Regions from separate parts of the Hordeum vulgare genome. Here region 2 is linked to region 1. The links are chromatin contacts, called in public Hi-C maps. All regions are on one chromosome and are shown on one strand. The core of a region is the stretch at or near the end of the contact, and the rest is flanking DNA. Distances in the headings are between cores, read along the strand shown. Region 1 holds the start of LOC123408237 (leucine-rich repeat receptor-like serine/threonine/tyrosine-protein kinase SOBIR1). Region 2 holds the start of LOC123410728 (UDP-glycosyltransferase CGT-like).

Region 1 (4,713 bases), core at 619-3,118:
TTGTAAACAACACACGTCCATGTCAAGAAAAATATACCCGTCCCAAATCTCATTTGCATGAAATAGTATAGCGTGTTACACGGATACTCCATCTCCTTTCCGGTCCTTATCGATCGACCGGCCCCATGCTTGACCCGCTGACCCAGCACTTGCCACATTATTCTACACACAGTCACGCATGACACATACCCAATTGATTAATTGAAGACGACGACGACGACCAATACTTACACGAATTTCGGCTTGTTCAACTGCTGCCTGATTTGGGCATGCACGCGACGATACGTTACTAGTAGTTGTGGTTCTAGTTCTTGATTTGGGCAAGCATGCAGCGCACGTCCTTGGCGGCGGGCCGCTCCTTGGGGTCGTCGGCGGTGCAGAAGACGGCGATGCGCAGCACCAGCAGGATCTGCTCCTCGTGCCCGGCGCCGGCGATGGCGGGGTCGATGGCCTCCGCGTAGTCGCCGTTCTGCACCACCCGGCGCAGCCACTTGACGAGCCCGACCTCGTCCACCTCCGTCACGAAGAACTGGTCCGTCGGCTCCTTGCCCGTCGCCAGCACCGCCAGGATCACCCCGAAGCTGAAGATGTCGCACTTGGCCGTGAACTTGTACGTCTGGTGGTACTCCGGCGCGATGTACCCCATGGTGCCGGCGACGTGCGACGTCGACACGTGGGTGTGATCGTCCGGCATCGCCTTGGCCAGCCCGAAGTCGGCGATGCGGGCCTCCATGTCGTCGTCCAGCAGGATGTTGGCCGGCTTCAGGTCGCGGTGGATGATCTGCGGCTGCTGCAGCACGTGCAGGTACTCCAGCCCCGACGCGATGCCCACCGCCACGCGGAGGCGCGCCGGCCACGCCAGCCGCACCCCGCCGTCGCCGCCGCCCTCCTCCAGCTCTGATGGCGTCGGCTTGAGCGCGTTGTGCAGGCTGCCGTTCTTCATGTACTCGTACACGAGGTAGTGGCAGTCCGGCCGCGGCACGTGCGCCGCCAGCGGCAGGAGGTTGCGGTGCCGGATGTGCCCCACCGTGCGGATCTCCGACTGTATCTGCCGCGACCACTTGTCCAGCTGCCGGCTCTCCTCGTCGCTCAGGTTGTTGTTCTGCCCGTGGCCGTCGCCCACCTGCTTCTTGATCTTCTTGATGGCGATGAACTTGGGCTCCTCCCCCTCGGTCTCCACGGGGAGCTGCGCCTTGAACACCTCGCCGCACCCGCCGCGCCCGATCACGGCCAGAGAGGAAAGCATGTCCTCCTTCTCCAGGAACGCCAGGTGGTCCGCTCGCTTGATCAGCTTCGGGGTGAAGATCACCATGCCGGACTTGTTCCGGTACCGCCCGCGGATGCAGTTGAGCGCCAGCCGGAACAGCACGGACACGCCCAGCCCCGAGATGACGCCGGCGAGGGACCCGACCACGAACCCTATGATCCAGTTGCGCACCCTGTGCTTGTGGCTCCGGTGGTGCTTGCCCTGCTCGGCCGCCGGTGGCGCCGACGGAAAGGTGCCGTTGTTTGCCGCCGGCGACGAGGTGCGGTTCTTCTGTTTTCCACCGCCGACGGTCGAGTTGGGGGCGTTCTCCGCGAGGACGTACCGGTGCGGCACCCCGGTCCGGCGGTGGTGCACATGCCGGATCCCCGGACGGGACCGGCGGGCCATGGCAGAGCGCATGACGGCGTGGCGGCTGTCATAGCACTGGACAGCTGAGACGAGGAGGAGGAGCGTGGCGAGAGAGACGAGGAAGAGGACGGGACGCTTGCTCGGCGTACCTGCCGCTAACGCCATTGTCACCAAACGTTTAGCTCGTTGCTCGTGTGGGGAGGAAGGTTCCGGCTTATGTGGGGGACGGGGTGGGTGGAGACTGGAGAGCAGAGCTATTAATAATGGCCTAGTTGGGGATTACCGTGTGGAAACAATGCACGGCTACGATGCGTTTGTGGAATGGATGGACGTGCCAGATTGGCGTGAGGGGGACATATCGCGACCGGCCCGGTCTTATTGGCGGGAAACGACCGTTGACTCGAGGCAAGTCAAGAACCGGCCAGCACGGCGAGGGAGGAATGAAAATGACTATTACGGTCATTTTTCTTTTTATGAAAATGACTATTGTGCCCCTAAAAATCTGGAAAGATTCTCACGTCCCATGAGCGTGGATTTTTTTTTCTCCCGGGCTTCATGTGTGGGTGTGTTTTTCAGAACATCTTAAAATCTAATTTAAATATATATATGCAAGTCATCACATCATCAAAAATGGCGTGGAGTATTATTCGCATACATTCTTTTTTATATAATTCCATTGTTATAAATTTCTATAGAAATATGACGGTGTCCCGTCTAAGGGGCCTTCTCACCACATCGACTCACAGCCTGTCCCACCGGGCTAAGGACTCCTTGTCGATTCCGCCCTAGACAAGTTGAGCGGGTCGTGGCACATATGAAAAAGATTTCAGAAGGCTTGTCGTGCAAGACCAGATGCTCGATTCATGGAGGAATCTACCTCCTCATATGTATCCTTGTCGGTTTGGCCCTCTCAAGTTTCATCGTTGCGCTTAGAGTTGTATAGGTGGTCGATAAAACTTGAAAGAATATTAATTCTATCTTTAGCACCTAGTTGGGTTTAACATTCTTATTTATTAAAAGGCTACAAACGAACACCTACACTTGTGGGTTATCAGGCACCACACCGTACACGTCACCACATAATGCCCAAGCCCTTGCAAAAATAATACACCGAATAAAAACATCGACTCAGTATGCGAACGATTCGTATACCCAACATGTAAAAATAAATAAATGAAAGGTAGATGCTGTGGAGATTTATTAGCTACGGAGTTTGAGAGATAATCAACATTAATTACAAAGCAAATGATCATTTAGAAAAAAAACTTCGACCTCAATCGTCGAAAGGAATCAATTGGAGGTGTTTTTGCCCTCATACGGGCACGCGTACGACCGAGTGCGTTCGTATGGAACGCTGTCGTTGGTTTTGGTAATTAATATCCTCCGTCACTAATACTTGTGATCTGCCTAGTATTTTCTGTGAAGAGGAACGGGTAGTTGCAACACAATGCGGGAAATTATTATCCTTAGTTAAGAAACCAAGGTTTATCGAACCAATAGGAATATCAATCATCAATCGTCTTCAGCTGATGCACATAAAATAGAAAACAACTTGGACCCAACGCGAGCAAGAGGGTTGTCAATCCTCTTGATCTTGTTATTTGCAAGCGAATGAGGTGTGTATAATTGTAAATTGCAAAATAAAATAAAAGAAAAATAAGAACAACGAGGAAATTATAAGTTTTCTGAATATATAAGTGAATAAACCCGGGGGGCCATAGTGTTCTCTAGTGGCATCTCTCATGAAAGCAACATACGGTGGGTAAACAAATTACTGTTGGGCAATTGAGAGAAAGCGGATAGTTATGTGATTTTCACGGCAATTATCATGTGAATATAGGCATCACATCCATAAGAAATAGGCCGATTCCTGCCTACACCTACTACTATTACTCCACTTCAAGAGCGCTTCTATGTTTGCATCTCTACGTATTAAGTTCATGACAAACAGGGTAATGCATGGAGAACGATGACATGATGTAGACAAAGTAAACTCAACTAATATGAATAAACTCCATCATTTTATCCTTAGTGGCAACAACACTCAAAGTGCGTTACATCGACTAGAGGGGGGGGGGGCGAATAGGCGATTTTTACAATTTCATCACTGAGGAAATTCCTAGTGAGAAAAGTCCTCAGTCATGAACTGAGTGCATCGGAAATAGTACAAAGTCAGAAGTGCAAAAACATCTACTTCAAAGTACTCACCGTGATTTCAGCGATTCGGTTTGCACAAGTCACAAGTATAGATGAAAGTCTTCAACATGCAATTGAGGAAATGAGAGAGTTGAGGAAATAAAACCAGTAGCTTGATGAAGACAGTTGTTGATGACCCAGTTCCAACTGCTGTGATAGTTGCACGTCTGGTTTGGAGCGGCTTGATATTGAAACCAAAGGACACACAATCCCTACCGTATTCTCCTTGAGCTAAGGACACACATGTTGGAAATATGCCCTAGAGGCAATAATAAAGTGGTTATTATTATATTTCCTAGTTCATGATAATTGTCTACTATTCATGCTATAATTGTATTAACCAGAAACCATAATACATGTGTGAATATATAGATCACAATGTGTCCCTAGTGAGCCTCTAGTTGGCTAGCTCGTTAATGAATAGATGGTCATGGTTTCCTAATCATGGACATTGGATGTCATTGATAACGGGATCACATCATTAGGAGAATGATGTGATGGACAAGACCCAATCCTAAGCATAACACTAGATCATATTGTTCGTCTGCTAAAGCTTTTTCAATGTCAAGTATCATTCCTTGGACAATGAGATTGTGCAACTTCCGGATGTCGTAGGAGTGCTTTGGGTGTATCAAATTTCACAACGTATCTGGGTGATTATAAAAGGTGCACTACAGGTATCTCCGAAAGTGTCTGTTGTTGGTACGAATCGAGACTGGGATTTGTCACTCCGTGTGACGGAGAGGTATCTCTGGGCCCACTCGGTAATGCATCATCATACTGAGCTCAATGTGACTAAGGAGTTAGCCACGGGATGATGTGTTACGGAAGGAGTAAAGAGACTTGCTGGCAACGAGATTGAACAAGGTATAGGGATACCGACGGTCGAATCTCGGGCAAGT
Region 2 (4,713 bases), core at 799-3,298, 660 kb after region 1:
AATTATTTAAACTAAAAAAATAAAACGGAACTGAAAATAAATAAATAAATGGAACTAAAAGCAGGCGCCTGTGCATGGGCCGGCCCATACGGTGTGCTGGATATTTTCCCAGCATGCAGAGCGTAATATAGGTGGTTTTTACAAGGGCCGGCCCTGTCCAAGATTTTTTGCTTTGTGAAACGTTTTCTGTTACTTACCGGTGGCATGGTGGGTAATTTATGCAAACTTTAGGGTTAATTTCCATGACATACGACCAGAAATCGTATTTGCTTTATTATTAGGAAAGATTTTTGTTTCTTTCAAATAGTTCAAGATTTTATAAATATAGAATCTCAAAATGTTCATTAATGCAAAACAAAATTAGAATTTGCAATGACATTTTTTGAATTTTTATGAATAAGTTTTGTATTTGATGAATAATGTTTTATTCAATGAACACCTTTTTCAAATTTGGAACATTTTTTGGATTCGTCAAAAATTTTAGTATATTATATTTATTTAAAAATTATGGAGATTTGTTGAATTTGATGAGCATTGGTTTATTTCGATGAACAATTTATAAATACTATGAGTACAATTTGAATTTATAAAAATGTTTGCTGATTTGAAAACAATTTTTGATCATCAAAAAATGTTCACCGATCTGAATTTCAGAAAATGTTTGTGAATTTGGAAAGGGGAAAACGAGAACAAGGAAGAATAAAACAAAATTAAAATTAAAAGGTAAAGGGAAAACAAAAAAAGGGAAAAAATAAAATAGAAAAAAAGGAAAACAAATCGGGTTGGGAAGGTTCTAGACCCCCCCCCCCCACCCCACACACACACACACACACATTTTCTTTCTGGATTCACCACCGGGTACACCTATGTTTTCGCATTTTCCCTGCAGCATCAGTACGTATTACCTGTTAGGCCCAGCTTTAATTTTTGGATCTGTGCCAAATTCTTCTCGTCCACTTGCATTTCTGAACAAGTGATTGATGATGTCCATAATGGCAATTAAGGGAAATGTGGCACTATCATTAGTGAGATTACTCAGAGTGCTATCATGTTTAATTGTAATTTTCCTTTTGAAAGTAGAGAGTTGAATACAGATACTTGTAGTCTAGCCAAGTAGGCATGTTCTTTAGATCAAGGGTGCCATTTGCAGCTCGGGTAGCCCCATGATCTGAGATGCACTCCACTATTTATGGTTTTTGATCGATAAACCTGGTTTTACTCATAAAAAATAACCTGCATTTCTGAACGTTGAGCCGAAAGCAAAGCAGCAAACCTGTTCCGCAGGTCACGCACTGGATTCGGGACCGAAACAATCTCATTTCGACAGTCCCATCGGTCGACATCATTCAATATTGATAATAGTATTTTGTACAAAAATATAAAAACATTTAGATCATTAAAGTAATGATCCAATTGTTTTTGTATTTTTTTTTCTGTGAATATAATTCACATCTATTATCATAGATTATCGAAAATATAATGCATTTTAAACATAACAAAAATTACATCAAGATATGAAACCACCGAATGATCAATACCGCCGCCAAAATAAGCCGTCGACGTGACATTGTCGTCGCCGCCGTATCGAAGCAAGCTTGACCTTATCGTTGACATGTAAGAAGTCTTCATGCACGTGTCCCTAAGGACCAACGGCATGTAACCACGGTCTTTGTTGTTAAACCCTTGAATGGATCTGAAACATCTGATATGAATTTTCGCCACACGATGAAAAACTCTAACCTCATCGTTTTAATAAAACGGTAGGAACCTACGCCGAAGCTCCGTTCACTATGTTAATCAAAAAGGATTGAAGCCCAGAACACAAACTAAAAGAAAAAGAAAAAAAAACGTTCCCATCCATCCAAACACCGCATTTGCAAAGACTAAAAACTACTAACCGAAGGGGAGCCACCCACGGGCTTTTATATTTTTTCAGAGGAAATAACACACAACACCAGTAAATGACAGTGGAGAATTCGTATTCGATTTTGCAGCTACTCATCAGCCACCTTCTTGGAAGTCACTCCACTACCAAGGAAGACAATCAGACCAAAGTGTAGTGTCGAGTTTTCCACAAAGGCATAGCTCAGGAAAGACAAGCATATCAAAGTGTAGGGTCCAGTTCTCCACAAAGGCACAACTCATCACAAATCTCGCAGAAACCAATTGTTCGACGGACCATGGCCTCCAGCTCGAGAGACGACCGCGCGGGAGCCGCCGCGCCGCGCCCGCGCATCGTTCTCCTCCCGAGCGCCGGCATGGGCCACCTGGCGCCCTTCAGCCGCCTCGCCGCCGCCCTCTCCTCCGGCCACGCATGCGACGTCTCCCTCGTGACGGTCCTCCCCACCGTGTCGTCCGCCGAGGCCGGCCACCTCGACGCGCTGTTCGCCGCGTTCCCGGCCGTCCGCCGGCTCGACTTCCACCTCCCGCCGCTCGACGCGCCAGAGCTCTCCGGCGCCGACCCGTTCTACGTGCACTACGAGGCCACGCGCCGCTCCGCGCCCCTCCTGGCCCCGCTCCTCGCCGCCGCCGGCGCGGCCGCGCTCGTCGCCGACATCTCGCTGGCCTCCGTGCTGATCCCCGTGGCGAAAGAGCTCCGCCTCCCGTGCTACGTCTTCTTCACCGCGTCCGCCACCATGTTCTCCTTCTACGCGTACTACCCCGCCTACTTGGACGGCGCGGGCGCCGGCGACGACGCCGACGTCCCAGGGGTGTACCGCATCCCGAAGTCTTCCTTCCCGCAGGCTCTGCACGACCGTAACAACCTCTTCACGCAGCAGTTCGTCGCCAACGGCCGGAGCCTCTCGAAAGCCGACGGCCTCCTCGTCAACACGTTCGACGCCTTGGAGCCGGAGGCCGTGAGGGCGCTGCGACAGGGCTCGGTTGTCCCTGGGTTCCCGCTGGTGTTTACCGTCGGGCCGCTCAGCCCGGTGAGCTTCCCGGCGAGAGCATGCTCTGACTACTCGGCATGGCTCGACGCGCAGCCGGAGCGGTCGGTGGTGTACGTCAGCTTCGGCAGCCGGAAGGCCTTGGCCCGGGACCAGCTCAGCGAGCTCGCCGACGGTCTAGAGGCAAGCGGCTGCCGGTTCTTGTGGGTGGTCAAGGGCGCCGTCGTGGACAAGGAGGACGGCGCCGAGCTCAGCGAGCTGCTCGGCGAAGGGTTCTTGCAGCGGGTGAGCGGCCGGGCACTCGTGACCAAGGCGTGGGTGGAGCAAGGCGAGGTCCTGAAGCACCCGGCCATCGGAATGTTTGTGAGTCACTGCGGCTGGAACTCGTTGACCGAGGCGTTCGCGGCCGGCGTGCCGGTGCTGGCGTGGCCGAGGTTCGCCGACCAGCGGGTGAACGCCGGCATTGTGGCGCGCCGTGGGGCCGGCGTCTGGGTCGAGCGGTGGAGCTGGGAAGGGGACCCGGGGCTGGTGAAGGGGGAGGAGATCGCGGAGAAGGTGAAATCAGTGATGGCAGACGACATGTTGAGGAGGAGTTCTACGGAGGTCCTCGAGGCCGCGATGACGGCCGTGGCTGGTGGCGGGACGAGCTACCGGAGCTTGGCGGAGCTTGTGGCACGGTGCTGTGATGGTAGTGCCAGTAACGCGCCGTCAGAGGCGTGAGGAAGGAATCTTGGATAAAAACGTATCCCGATCGAGTTGTTTTAGAGGAGATGTATGTAAATAAATTTAGGCCTTGTTTTTAATGGGTGTAAATTTTTACACCTATATAGAAACGAGCTAAAACTATTTGTTGCTTATCTTTATGACGCTGTTGTTGCTTATCTTTGTGTTCCCTCTCTTTTGCCATGTGAAATGTTCTGTAATAGGGCTTAAAATTAGTGCACTTTGACCGTTTGTTTCTGTTGTTGCTACAAATAACAAGTTGTCCATCGAAAAACTGATATTTTTGGCTGGTAGGCTTTGCCTTGGCTTTAATAAAGTTGAGGCTAGGAGGAAACCCCTCTCATTTCAAAAAAAAGAGCTGAAACGCTAATCCAAGAGGGGCCTTACGGTTTGCTAATCCCTACCATTAAAGCAGGATGTGCCGTCGTGATGGTTCAACCTCCACGATGGTTTGACCTCCTAGCGATCGATCCCACCTCGCAAGAAAGAAAAAAAAACATCCTATGATCCCACCTTTCCTTCGTTCGACCTCCTCTTCCCACGTCCACGTAAAGAAAAACAGTAAGAAAGAAAAAAAAAACTTCGTCGACCTCCTCCTCCCACGCCACACGTCCCTCTCCCAGTCTCCCCCACCTCTCGCCCCAGATCCGTCCTCTCTATCGATCCTCTCTCCAAGGCGGTCCACGCCGAGCAGTTCCTCATCGCCAACGTCGCTGCCGTCGGGGAGCCCGCGCTCCACGTCATCGCCGTCTCCCACATGCCCTGCGGCCACTGCCCGCAGTTCCTACAGGAGATCCGCGGCGCCGCCGGGATCCCCATCCTGGTGACCTCCGATGCCGCCGACGGCTGCGCGACCGAGTGGCGCACGCTGGCGTCGCTCCTGCCCCGCCCCTTCGGCCCCCACGACCTCCTCCCCAAGGAGGCTCCCCTCGTCCTCGAGCCACACGACAACCGCCTCGGCGATCCCGTCGACGCCGTCGCCAATGGCTTCGCCGTCGGGGACCTAGAGGGGCGCCTGAAGGACGCCGCGGAGGCTGCGGCGCACGCGTCGTACAGCGGGTGCCCGTCGGGGTTCGCGTAGCGTAGCAAAGCTATTTGAACC

Evidence for each region. Hi-C and Micro-C count contacts between places; a contact is called where the count stands out from the background.
Region 2: a contact with region 1 is called in a Hi-C map of leaf, with 8 times the contacts expected there. The contact joins the promoter of LOC123410728 here to the promoter of LOC123408237 in region 1. A contact is called at or near these places in 2 of 6 Hi-C or Micro-C datasets (leaf and seedling).

The regions. Positions count from the first base shown.
Region 1 is chr7H:128,134,722-128,139,434 of MorexV3_pseudomolecules_assembly, forward strand. LOC123408237 (leucine-rich repeat receptor-like serine/threonine/tyrosine-protein kinase SOBIR1) reads right to left here and starts at 1,869. Exons shown (of 1, transcript XM_045101391.1): 1 at 23-1,869. The coding sequence starts at 1,780. The coding sequence ends at 305.
Region 2 is chr7H:128,797,928-128,802,640 of MorexV3_pseudomolecules_assembly, forward strand. It overlaps LOC123410728 (UDP-glycosyltransferase CGT-like), which reads left to right and starts at 2,049. Exons shown (of 1, transcript XM_045103664.1): 1 at 2,049-3,885. The coding sequence starts at 2,181. The coding sequence ends at 3,608.